Linked DNA regions of Capra hircus: region 2 is linked to region 1. The links are chromatin contacts, called in public Hi-C maps. All regions are on one chromosome and are shown on one strand. Each heading gives the region's core, a stretch centred on a gene start, on an enhancer-like site or on the middle of the called end of the contact. The rest is flanking DNA. Distances are from core to core; before and after follow the strand shown.

Region 1 (4,910 bases), core at 1,296-3,795:
CTGCCCCCAGCAGAGGCACTCCCCTCAGCTGGCAGGGTGGGGAGGGCCTGGCCTCCCTGCAGACGCTCTGGAGCCTCCCTGCAGGTCTCAGGGACTTTGGGAAGAAATGGGGGAGCAGGGATGCCCACCTAGCACCCCAGGAGTCTGAGGTGGTCCTCAAAGGAGTGCTTGAACCCCCAGCGGCCAGGCTGGGCTCCACACGCAGCGTAATTGCTGGTGATTAAGTAATTGCCAGACTTTGTCCAATAAAACCAGCACGTGACCGCGCCCAGCCTTCTGGGCCATCTCCAGAAGACAATGGCCTAGTGTTCTGCCCCCGCTGGCCCGCTGCAGAAGGCAGGGGCTCCGCTCTGACAAAGCAACAGGTCCCTGCAGGGGCGCGGGGGCCCATACTCACATGCAGGCCTCGGTGCCGTTGGGGAACACTTCACACTTCCCGCCGTTCAAGCAGGTCTCACCGGGCTGGGAGCAGCGCAGGCCTGGGGAGGGGCAAGAGGAGAGGTCAGCCTGGCCAGCACCCCCAGGGGCACTGCCTACCCTTCACCTCCTGTCATGGGGTTACTGGGTGCAGGGGGCCCCCAGGAAGCCCTGCATGAACCCTAAGGGGGCTCAACATTCTGCCCACAGTTCTGGGATCAGAGATGGGACGGGGAGGAATAGACTGGCTGGGTGGCAGGTGGAGAGGTCATGCTCAAAGTAGGTAGAGGGGTGGGGAGGAGTGACCTGAAATGCATTGTAGACAGCAGGGAAGAAACGCTGGGATGACCCTGGGCCAGTCTCCCAAACTTCTCACCCCTCACCCCGGCTTCACCGGGGACCTTGGCTGGGCTGGGGCCCCTATCCAAGCACCAAGATTGTCTTGCTGTTCAAACAAGTTCTTCCAAGGGGTGGCGCTGGGGGGGGGTGGTGCTGGCCACACTCAGCTCCCCCGCTCGTGGGAAAATGCGACAGCTGCAAGGGCCGCTGCCCCGCCCGCCAACAAAGCGCCAGGCGGAGGAATCAGAGCAGCCCATTGTCGCGCCAGGGCCGCCTCCTGGGGCACCAGGACTGCACCCCAGGGACCTGGCCACGCCTCCACTGACACCCAACACCGGCTCCCCAGGGTGGGCATCTTCAGTGGCAGCCTCCCCTGCCACACACAGCCAGGGGCTGGGGGCGAGGGTGAAGATGCTCCATTTGGAAGGAATTTGACTTCATTCCCGGGAAGGGATCAATTAATCCACGCCCCCCCGCCCCCCCTTCTTACCAAGGCTATGTAAATTAAGCCCCCTCTGGGGGGGTGGGGACGGGGTGTGACATGGAACCCCATCTTCAGGAAGCAGGGAACTAGCTCTCCCTCCAACTTTTAGGGGAAGAGAAGCATTAATCACCATCCGATTCCTCGGAGCTCCTCTCCACGGGAAGCGGAGAGGAATGACCGCCCTGGCAACCCTTGCAAGGTTTCCAAACGTGAACTCCACAAAGCGAAAGTTCATCAGTAGCAGCGGAATCTTCTGCACACAAGACCCCCACCCCGCCCCAAACTGTGAGCCAGGATAGGGGTAGCGACCCGGTGTGGGGAGGGGACACCGCGGGCAGGGTGGCCAGGAGCCGGGGGACACCTGGGTCTGGGGCCCTCGCCCGGGTCCTGCGCGAACTCTTCTACTCCGAAGGGAGGCGGGGCTGGGCCGCCTGGCCCACCCTGCTCCCCTCTGCCCAACACGCTGGGCAGCCAGGTCCCGCAGTGCGGTTCAGTAAAGACGATCGCGGCACCCTGGACCCCAGGCTCCGCGCCCCAACATCCGCCCTCGGCGCGGGCAAGAGGCGAAGAAAAAAGATAAATGGCCCCAAAGCAACAGGAAACCAAAACCGACTCGATTCAAATCGAAAAGTAGTAGGCAGCTCGTCCGCCCGCCCCGGGAGCGAGCCCACGCGCGGCTGGTGAAAGGCGAGCCCAGAGCTAGGTCTCCCAGGCCCCCAGATGCCCACGCCCGGCTTCAAAGCCGACTTCAAACCCGGCGCCAAACTCGGTTCCAGGCGCGAGCACCGCCAAGTCCGTCCCGATCCGGCAAACGGAGCGGGGGAGGGTCAGTCCTTCTCCCCGAGCCCGGGACTCTGGCTCCTACCCCGCCCCGGGTCGCCCGGTCCCCCTCCCCACCCTGGCCGCCAGCTCCCAGGCACCCGGGGACTGGAGCCTAGGGCGCCGCCAAAAGTTTCCGAAGGCGCGGAAAGTTGCGGGCTCGCGGCGGGCAGTCGCCTACCTCGTGCGGCCAGCGCGGGCAGCAGCGCCAGGCAGAGCAGGGGCGCCAGGAGCGGCGGCATGCCTGCCCACCGGCTGCCCGCTGCGCCCGGGGGCGGCCTCCTGCGCCCGGCCGGCGGGGGCTCCGGCACACCCGAGCGCAGAGGGACTGTCCCAGGGGCGGTGACGGCCCGCTACTGCCCTCTCCTTCCGGCTGGAGAGCGTCCCTGGGCTCTCGCGGCCTCCCCGGCCCGGTTCCGCGCCCGCGATCGTTCCTACGCTGCGCCCGCGGCCCGCGCCCCGATCCCGGGGCCCGTGCGCTCCCTCCCGTGGCCGAGGCACTAGTGAGGCGCCCGGCCGCCGCGCGCTCCGCCCCCGCCCCGCCGGCCCCGCCCCCGGGGCCCGCCCCCGCCGATCCCTCCGCACCCCGCGCCCCCTTGCTGGCCGCGCCCCTCTGCTCTCCTCGACCAGCCGCGCGCCTCCTCAGGCTGGGGCGCGGGGTCCCGAGCCCGGGTCCTACGGGGGTGGGGGTCGCGGCCGTGCGGAGCGGGGTCGGGGCCCATGCCCTAAGGGACTACTTCTCGTTCGAAAGTTTTCGGAGACCCAAAGTTTGCTCCGGGGTTGCGGAAGGATCCGGCTGTGGGCTCCCGCCGCGCTCGGCGACAATTGGCAAAGATTTACATCTCAATAGCGGAGGAGGCGCAGGCGGAGCGAGGAAAGGGGCGCCTTTGACAGGCCTGTCCCCGAGAGGAGCTGGGCTGGGCAGGCGAGTGTGGGGGTCCCTGGGGCAGAGGCTCTGGGAGAAGTCGCTCCATCGGCAGCCCTGCGTTACCCCTGGCCTGGGGCCCTAATCCTAGGAGCCCCCCTGGTAGCAACTTAAAACCTCTGAAAGTTCCAGCCTAGACCTGCCCCCACCTCCGTGGCTGTGAAGACTGGGCCATTTGACCCTGAAAGATGGTGGTGCCGCGGCTGCAGCCTCTACCAAAGGGACCCTGGGTACCCCCAAGGAAATAGCCTGGGGCCAGCGCCCGGCCAGAAAGATTAAGCACCAGCTCCCCCAGGAGGGACCGCCTCCGGACGCTCCTTGGTCACCGTCCTACCCCTTCTTCCGCGCCTCCAGCCTAAGGTGGCCCGCGAAGCACGCTGTGGGTCCGGCAGCCCTGGACCCTCCCCCGTGCTCCTTCCGGGTGACTTATTTCTGCACCATAACGCCAGATTTGGGCATCCTGTGCCAGCCCAGGTTAAGTGCTGGGCGTCCAAAATGCCTGCCATTGTCCCTGCTAAGCTGGTTTACAGCCTCGCACTGGGTACAGAACAGCACCCCCTCTCAACACAGGGCAGTAAGCCAGCGTGCGGTTCCCTGTCAGGAGAACCCTCAGGACTGTAGAAATCCCAGAGGCTGGCTGAGAAGCCGCCCTTGCCAGGGAGGCCCAGAGAGGTGGGCAGAGTGGGGTTTGCCTGCTGATGGGCAGGTTGCACCAGCCCAACCTCCTTGGTACACCTGTTGCAGGGCACCTGGGGGCAGCTGGGATGCAGTTGTGAGCACCAGGAGGAACAGCTTGTCCAGCTGCTTCTGGAGCCTCCCTGGCCTGCCTCCTCCAGGAGGCTGACGGCATGGCACTTCTCAGAGCCTGGGGTAACTTCTCTCGGGGTCAGTGCCCGGGAGAGGAGGCGCCTGGAGGCAGCAGAGATGTTTATATAACAGCAGCCAGGAGGCCTGGAGGAGCAGATTTTCCGTAGCAGGAAGAGGGGTGGGCTGCGAAGTCCCTCCCCTGCCCACCCCTCAACAACCAGACCGCAGTCTCAGGGCTCTGCACACCGCAGCCTCTCCTCTCCCAGGGATGGACAGAGGAGGGCTTCAGGGCCGGCACCCCTCTGGGGCCCCTACCTGCGTGCCTTCCTCTTGGAACCCAGCGTCTCTGCAAACAGGCCCCAGATCAAAAGCAAAGGGCCATCCAGCCCTGGCTTGGGAGCAAGTCCTCAGCCTTCCACCGAGGAAGCAGTCTTGGAGGAGGGACTTGGGACCGGGGGAGTCTCACCTGAGTCTGCCAGCCCTGCCAGGCCTACACTGGGCCTTTGCCCAGGGGCTGGGTACTCTCATTAGCCAGTGATACAGATAAGGGGGCCTCCGAAGCTTCTAACCCCCATGCCAGCCACCTGCTTCCTGGGGTATCCCATGGGTGACTGGGGCCCCCAGGAGACCCCGGCAAAACCAGAAGTGCCTGGGACTGGGGAGGGGCTTGTGTGAGGCCAAGGTCAAGGGCTGGGCGGGGCTTCCCTCCCCTCCAGACCTGGGAAGGAGGTGGGCCAAGCCCTGGCAAGTGGGCACCAAGCTTTTCCAATCACAAATTAGGCCCCTTCTTATCTCTCTTTAACAACCTTCCCAGGCCAAGGGGTTTGAGGTGGGGAGGACTGGGGGTCCTGACGGCCCAGACCCTGGTGACCTCCTCTTACAGGATGGGCAGCCTAGGGGCAGCCCTGGTTGGGGGGTGTTGGGGAGAGGAGGGGAATTTGGGGTGCGGGTCCTTTCCAGAGCCCAGTGGGAGAGTGGGGCCTGGGGTGGCCAGCACTGATCCGGGGGGCACAGCAATGAAACAAGGTTTGGGGCTTCCTGCCTGTTTGTGGTGGGCACTAGGGCCAGGTTTGCTGGGCGGTCCCTGCACAGCCCCCCAGGCCACCTGGGAAACCTGGG
Region 2 (4,910 bases), core at 1,700-4,199, 64 kb after region 1:
CAGAAGCAGCAGGTCTGCCCGGGGAGGGGGCACTGGACACCCCAGGACCCTCCAGCCTCAAGCCCAGCCTCCGTCCCCCCAGCCCGCTGCTCCTCTTGGGTGGTGGGGGTGGGGCAGGCCAGGGCAGGTGGGCAGGTGGGCAGGCGACCTGATACCCTGGCTCCCTGTTCCCAGCAGTGGCCCCTGCAGGTGGGGCTGGTGACAGGGGCCTTCCTTCCTCCCCAGCAGATGTCGAAGGAGCTGCAGGGACGAGGGATAAACAAGCCGTGGGCCTCCTCCCCGTGGAGCTGCTGGAGCAGGGCCCTCACAGTGGGTTTAGTGGGGGAGGGGGATTGGCCCGGCAGCCAGAAGCCTCCTGGAGGCAGGCAGTCCCCTCTCTGCATGAGGCCCAGGGTCCTCTGGCTGCTCTCCACACTGAAGCCTGCAGGGCCGCCCTACATGGGTGTGCAGGTTGGGCACTGCGCAAGGGGCCAGAAGCCATCAGGGCAGCGGCCCTGCCTACACCAAGCATCTTTCTAAACCTCGAATCAGAGCCCCTCCTTAAGACCCGGCTTAGACCTGGAGCAACGTGCCCCCCACTCCCCACCCCAAGGGATGAAGCTTGACTGCTCTGCCCCCGCCACGCCCCTCCACGGCTCTCAGCCTGAGTCTCAGCTCCGCCATGAGCTCCGTGCTCCTGTTGCCTCTGCTGTCCCTGTCGGCACCTCAGTCACCCCGTGCTGCCACCTCCTGGTCCCTGAGACATCTTTCCCTCCCCATGTCCTGGCCTCGTAGTCTGCAGGCTCTGTCACTCTGCAACCCCACGGACGTTTGGAGAGGGCAGGGGGGCGAGAGGGGCCTGAACGTCAGGTTTTGCTGGGGAGAGGACCAAGGACTGGGGCCAAGAGTGGAGCTGGGAGGTAGGGGACATAGGGTCCAGGGAGCCTCTGATCAGGGGCACAGTCCAGAGCCAGGGCCAGCGAGCTCAGTGTCCCTCCCCACTGCGCTTCTGCTCTTATGGCCGCCCGCTGCCCGCCGCCCACTCCAAGTAGCGCTGGAATTCAAGGGCCTCCCCCAGGGCTCCTGAGAAGAGCCTGTATCTCCCTTAGCCTTGAGGGGGTCACGATGGGCCTTTGTGGGGCCTGGCCAGGCCCTCGAGACATCTGAAGCCCAGGTGACTCCGGAGGCTCACTGGGGGCCCCAGGCCCACTGACGGCGCTGGGCAGTCCCTTCTCCCCCAGCCCATCCCCACCGAGGCAGCTCCGGGTGCCGAGGGCGGCACATGCCTGGGCAGGGCCCACTGCAGCTGGCGGCTCCAAGGACAGCCGCGCTGCCCCCCGCTGGCTCACACCCCCTTGGGAGTCAGGGTTCAGGGAGGCGCCCGCCCACATCCCCCTGGCTCTGGGCCCCCACTGTCTTCTTCCCTGCTTCTTTCCAGTGAACCAGGGACCCAGACACCAGGTTTCTATGAGCCAGAGGGCTCAAGGGCCCTCTGGGGTTTGGGGCTCCCCTATGCTCCCCCACATTGGGGAGCAGCAGCCTCTCAGGCCTCCACACCGGTCCCCAAGGGCCAGAATAGCTCGGATTTCGGCGACCCTGCTGAGAGGGATGCGCTCTGACAGCCCGCCTCTACAGACCCCCGCTGGCCACATGGCCCGACTGCCCTGCTGAACCTCCTGCTGGAGACAATCGTGGTCACCAGCTGCGTGCAGCTGCGCTCTGCTTTGGGGGGCAGAGTCGATGGGGTGGAGAGAGCTGCAGCAGGGGGTGCATGCTGGAGGGGACCGAGCTGGGCATGGCCTCCAGGCCAGTCTGGGAAGGGCCAGGGAAGCGGCCAGGGCTGGCCTGGCCTCCTCTTGGGCGCCAGGAGGGTGGACACCAGCTGGTACTCACACTCCCACCTGCCACACCTTCCTCCTCAGCTCAGCGTTTTCTCACGCTCGGAGCTGGCACAGCAGACCCTGCCATGCTGGGACTTGTCACCCCGATCCCAGGAAGGTGGGCGAGGCCTTCCTCTGGGCCTGGAGGCAGGGGCCACTGCAAGTCAAGACATGGCCTGGAGGGGGGGACGCCGGGTTGCAACACCGGCTGAGCAGCTGCGGGAGGCCCAGCCCACGCCTGGCACGTGTCCCAGCCCGTCTACCCACCTTGGCACCCACCCACCCCCACTGGGGGGGGAGGCGGAGAGCATGGGTGGGCAGCAGGAGGCAGGTTCCCACCCTTCTTCGAGTGGGACCCAGGCCCGGGGGCCAAGGCCCTGCCCCTCTCGTCCTGTTTCCCCCGCTTTGAGGCTGGGGATCCAGCTCATCCAAAGAAGTGAGCTGGGACACCTGTGTGCACGCATGGCGCTCAGCGCCTTGTCGGAGCCCGGGGCAAGGTCGGCGTGTGACCTCACTTTTCCCCTCTGCAGAGTAGGGTGACGGGACAGCTACCCCAGGGCCCCCGGGAGGCTCCAATAGGAGGTCCCCACTGTGGGATCTCGGGCCCTGCAGCGCCGAGGCTGTGCCTTTGGGGCAGCAGGTCAGAAGTTCCTAAGGGCCCCTGAAGCCGATGGGCTGGGGGGACAGAGGCATGGGGCCCCCGATTCCCAGACCTCGCTCAACCCTGGGACAAGATCTCGGGTCTCTCTGGCCAGAATTGGAGGGGCTCACTCTCTGGCTGAGAGTGGGGAGGAGGGTTCCCCTCGAGTCCCTTCAGGGCCTAATCCTCGGGTGCCAGGCCCTGACCCCTGAGCATATCCGTCTCACTTGAGGGCAGGCTGGCCCCCGGGTCTCCTCAGCCCACAGGTCCTGAAGCAGGCCTGTGGCTTGAAAGACAATAGGGTTCTCTGGGCACGAGCCGTGCGCGCTAGCAGGGACCCCGAGGAGGGCGGTGCCCAGGACTGCACGCGTCCCCGGCCTTTCCGATTCTCTGCAGCAGGGTGGGGGTGGGGAGTGGAGTGGGACATGGGACAGGCTGGAGGGGGCGACCTGGACAGACCCCTCCTCTCTTCTGTTGTCACATAGGGAACCCGAGGCCAGGGCGGGTGAGGCCCTTGGTTCACGAGTCACGCTGGGCCCTGGGAAGCGCCAGGCCTGCCTGGCCTTAGTCTGCAGGCCTCTCGCTGGGCAGGAAGGAGAGCCTGGGGTGCTGGGCTGTTAGGAAGGGCCCCCAGCAGATGAGCGCCTCCCGTGAGTCACGGGCTGCTGTCGGAGGCTGGGGAGGGTGAGAGTCCAGTCCCCCAGGAGGCAGCCCCTCGACACCCAGCCGCTCTCTGGCAATCTCCCGGGCAGGCATGGGAATGTGACTGGCGGGAACAGGGCCTCTTCCCCCGGGAATCAGCAGCTGGGTGCCAGCCAAGGCCAGTCTGATCCAAAGAGGAAGCAGAGTTCAACTGCTGGGGAGCAGACGAGCCCCTGGGGGCAGACGCGGCCGTGGAGATGGAGCCGTGGAGACGGAGCCGCGGCCCTGGCTGGCCGAGCCCCGGGCGCAGTCATACCCCGAGCCCCAAACCCCGAATCCAGCGGCAGACCAGCTTCTGACCCCAGTAACAAGTCTCAACCCCAGACCATGCCCTGACCCCAACCCAAACTCAGTCCTGACCCAGGTCGTAGACTGATCTCTGTTGCCGGGTATAGACTGGAGCCCTGACCCAGGCGCGGACTGACCCCTGATCCCAGGGAGACGGGCTTCTGACGCAGGCGTGACTGACCGGCTCCAAACAGACCAGCCTCACGTCTGCTGATCTCAAACCCCAGCTCTGCCCACCCCTTTGCATCCTCAGCTCCACACCGGGACCTCCCTGGGTTGCGTTAGCAGAGGCCAACCGCAAGGATGAGGAAGGGGACGATCCATTCTGCTGAAGATCGTGTTCCCTCCTGTCCTGCCTCCAAAGGGGTGCAGAGAAGCTACCGCGGAGGCGGGAGCGAGAGCTGAGTGCCGGCCTGGAGGCACCCGGGGGGCACAGGCGGGCTGGGAGGCCTGGTCAGCCTGGTGGGACCCATGTCGCCTCCACCACCTCGTCTTCCAGCCCTGGGAGGAGGGACACGCCCACCCCGCTTTGTGGACGAGGAACACGGCAACACAGGGTCAGCGATTCCCAAACGCAGGATCTGAGTCAGTCTGACCCACAGCTCAGTCCAGCCACTTGCTGGAGACTGACCTCAGCCTAACTCCGACAACAACTCCCTCCTGTGGGGCTGGGGGTACCTTCAAGGAGGTGGGGCAGCTTTGGGGTTGAGGGGTGGTGTGGGAGGAGATGCCGGGACCTCGGAGCTGGGGAGTCAGAGCCTGATCTGGGCCCCCCAGGGGGCAGGGGAGGAGGGCCAGCCTGGTCTCTTGGGCCCCTGCAGCCACCAACTCAGGCTCCCTGAGCCTCCCAGGGTCTGAGGCTGGGACTCTGAGCTTGGAGGAAAGGAAGCTGCGTGTATTCCGAGCTCTAATCTCAGCGCCTTATCGCCACCTGTTTGCCCATCGAGAGTTCAAACATGGGCTGGAGGTCACAGGGCCGTGGGGAGGGAATGCAGTATTTGCCCTGCTTCTCCAGGGGGTTGTAAATAGCACAGAGCTCCCCAGCATGGAGGGGTCTCCCGCGGGCACCACAAGCCAGGTGCTGTGCCTGCGGTGTTGACATTCTCCGGCTCTGAGCTTGGCTTCCGATAGCGACACACGAGGGTGTGGCAAGGGGACTCTTCTCATAGGAAAGCCCGAGAAACAGCTGGGCAGCCCCAACCCCCACCACCACCGAGGGACTCGGCCGCCCCCTCGCTGTCCCAGCCCACGCCTGTGATGTGGGAAAGTCCTCTTGGAGTAGAGGACTGGGAGCAGCACAGCCCCAAGTCGGGGGGGGGGCCGGGGGCCAGGCTCTTCCCGAAGGATAGTGCAGCCTGCTGGTGAAGGAACTTCCATGCGCTTGGGCAGGGTGCGACTTGGGAGCCCCAGTTTCCAGCTAC

The links. A called contact is a pair of places that touch in the nucleus more often than the background predicts.
Region 2: a Hi-C map of blood shows a contact between it and region 1, with 5 times the contacts expected there. The contact joins the enhancer-like site here to the promoter of NOTCH1 in region 1. A contact is called at or near these places in 2 of 5 Hi-C or Micro-C datasets (both in blood).

What each region holds. Positions count from the first base shown.
Region 1 is chr11:103,393,177-103,398,086 of ARS1.2, forward strand. It overlaps NOTCH1 (neurogenic locus notch homolog protein 1), which reads right to left and starts at 2,546. Exons shown (of 35, transcript XM_018056124.1): 1 at 2,241-2,546; 2 at 398-479. The coding sequence starts at 2,301.
Region 2 is chr11:103,456,677-103,461,586 of ARS1.2, forward strand. No RefSeq gene overlaps it. Among named protein-coding and RNA genes, the nearest start is that of EGFL7, 35 kb to the right of the region's middle. Within about 2 kb of position 2,950, at least 2 of the 5 cell types and tissues checked have an H3K27ac peak or open chromatin away from gene starts, as enhancers often do.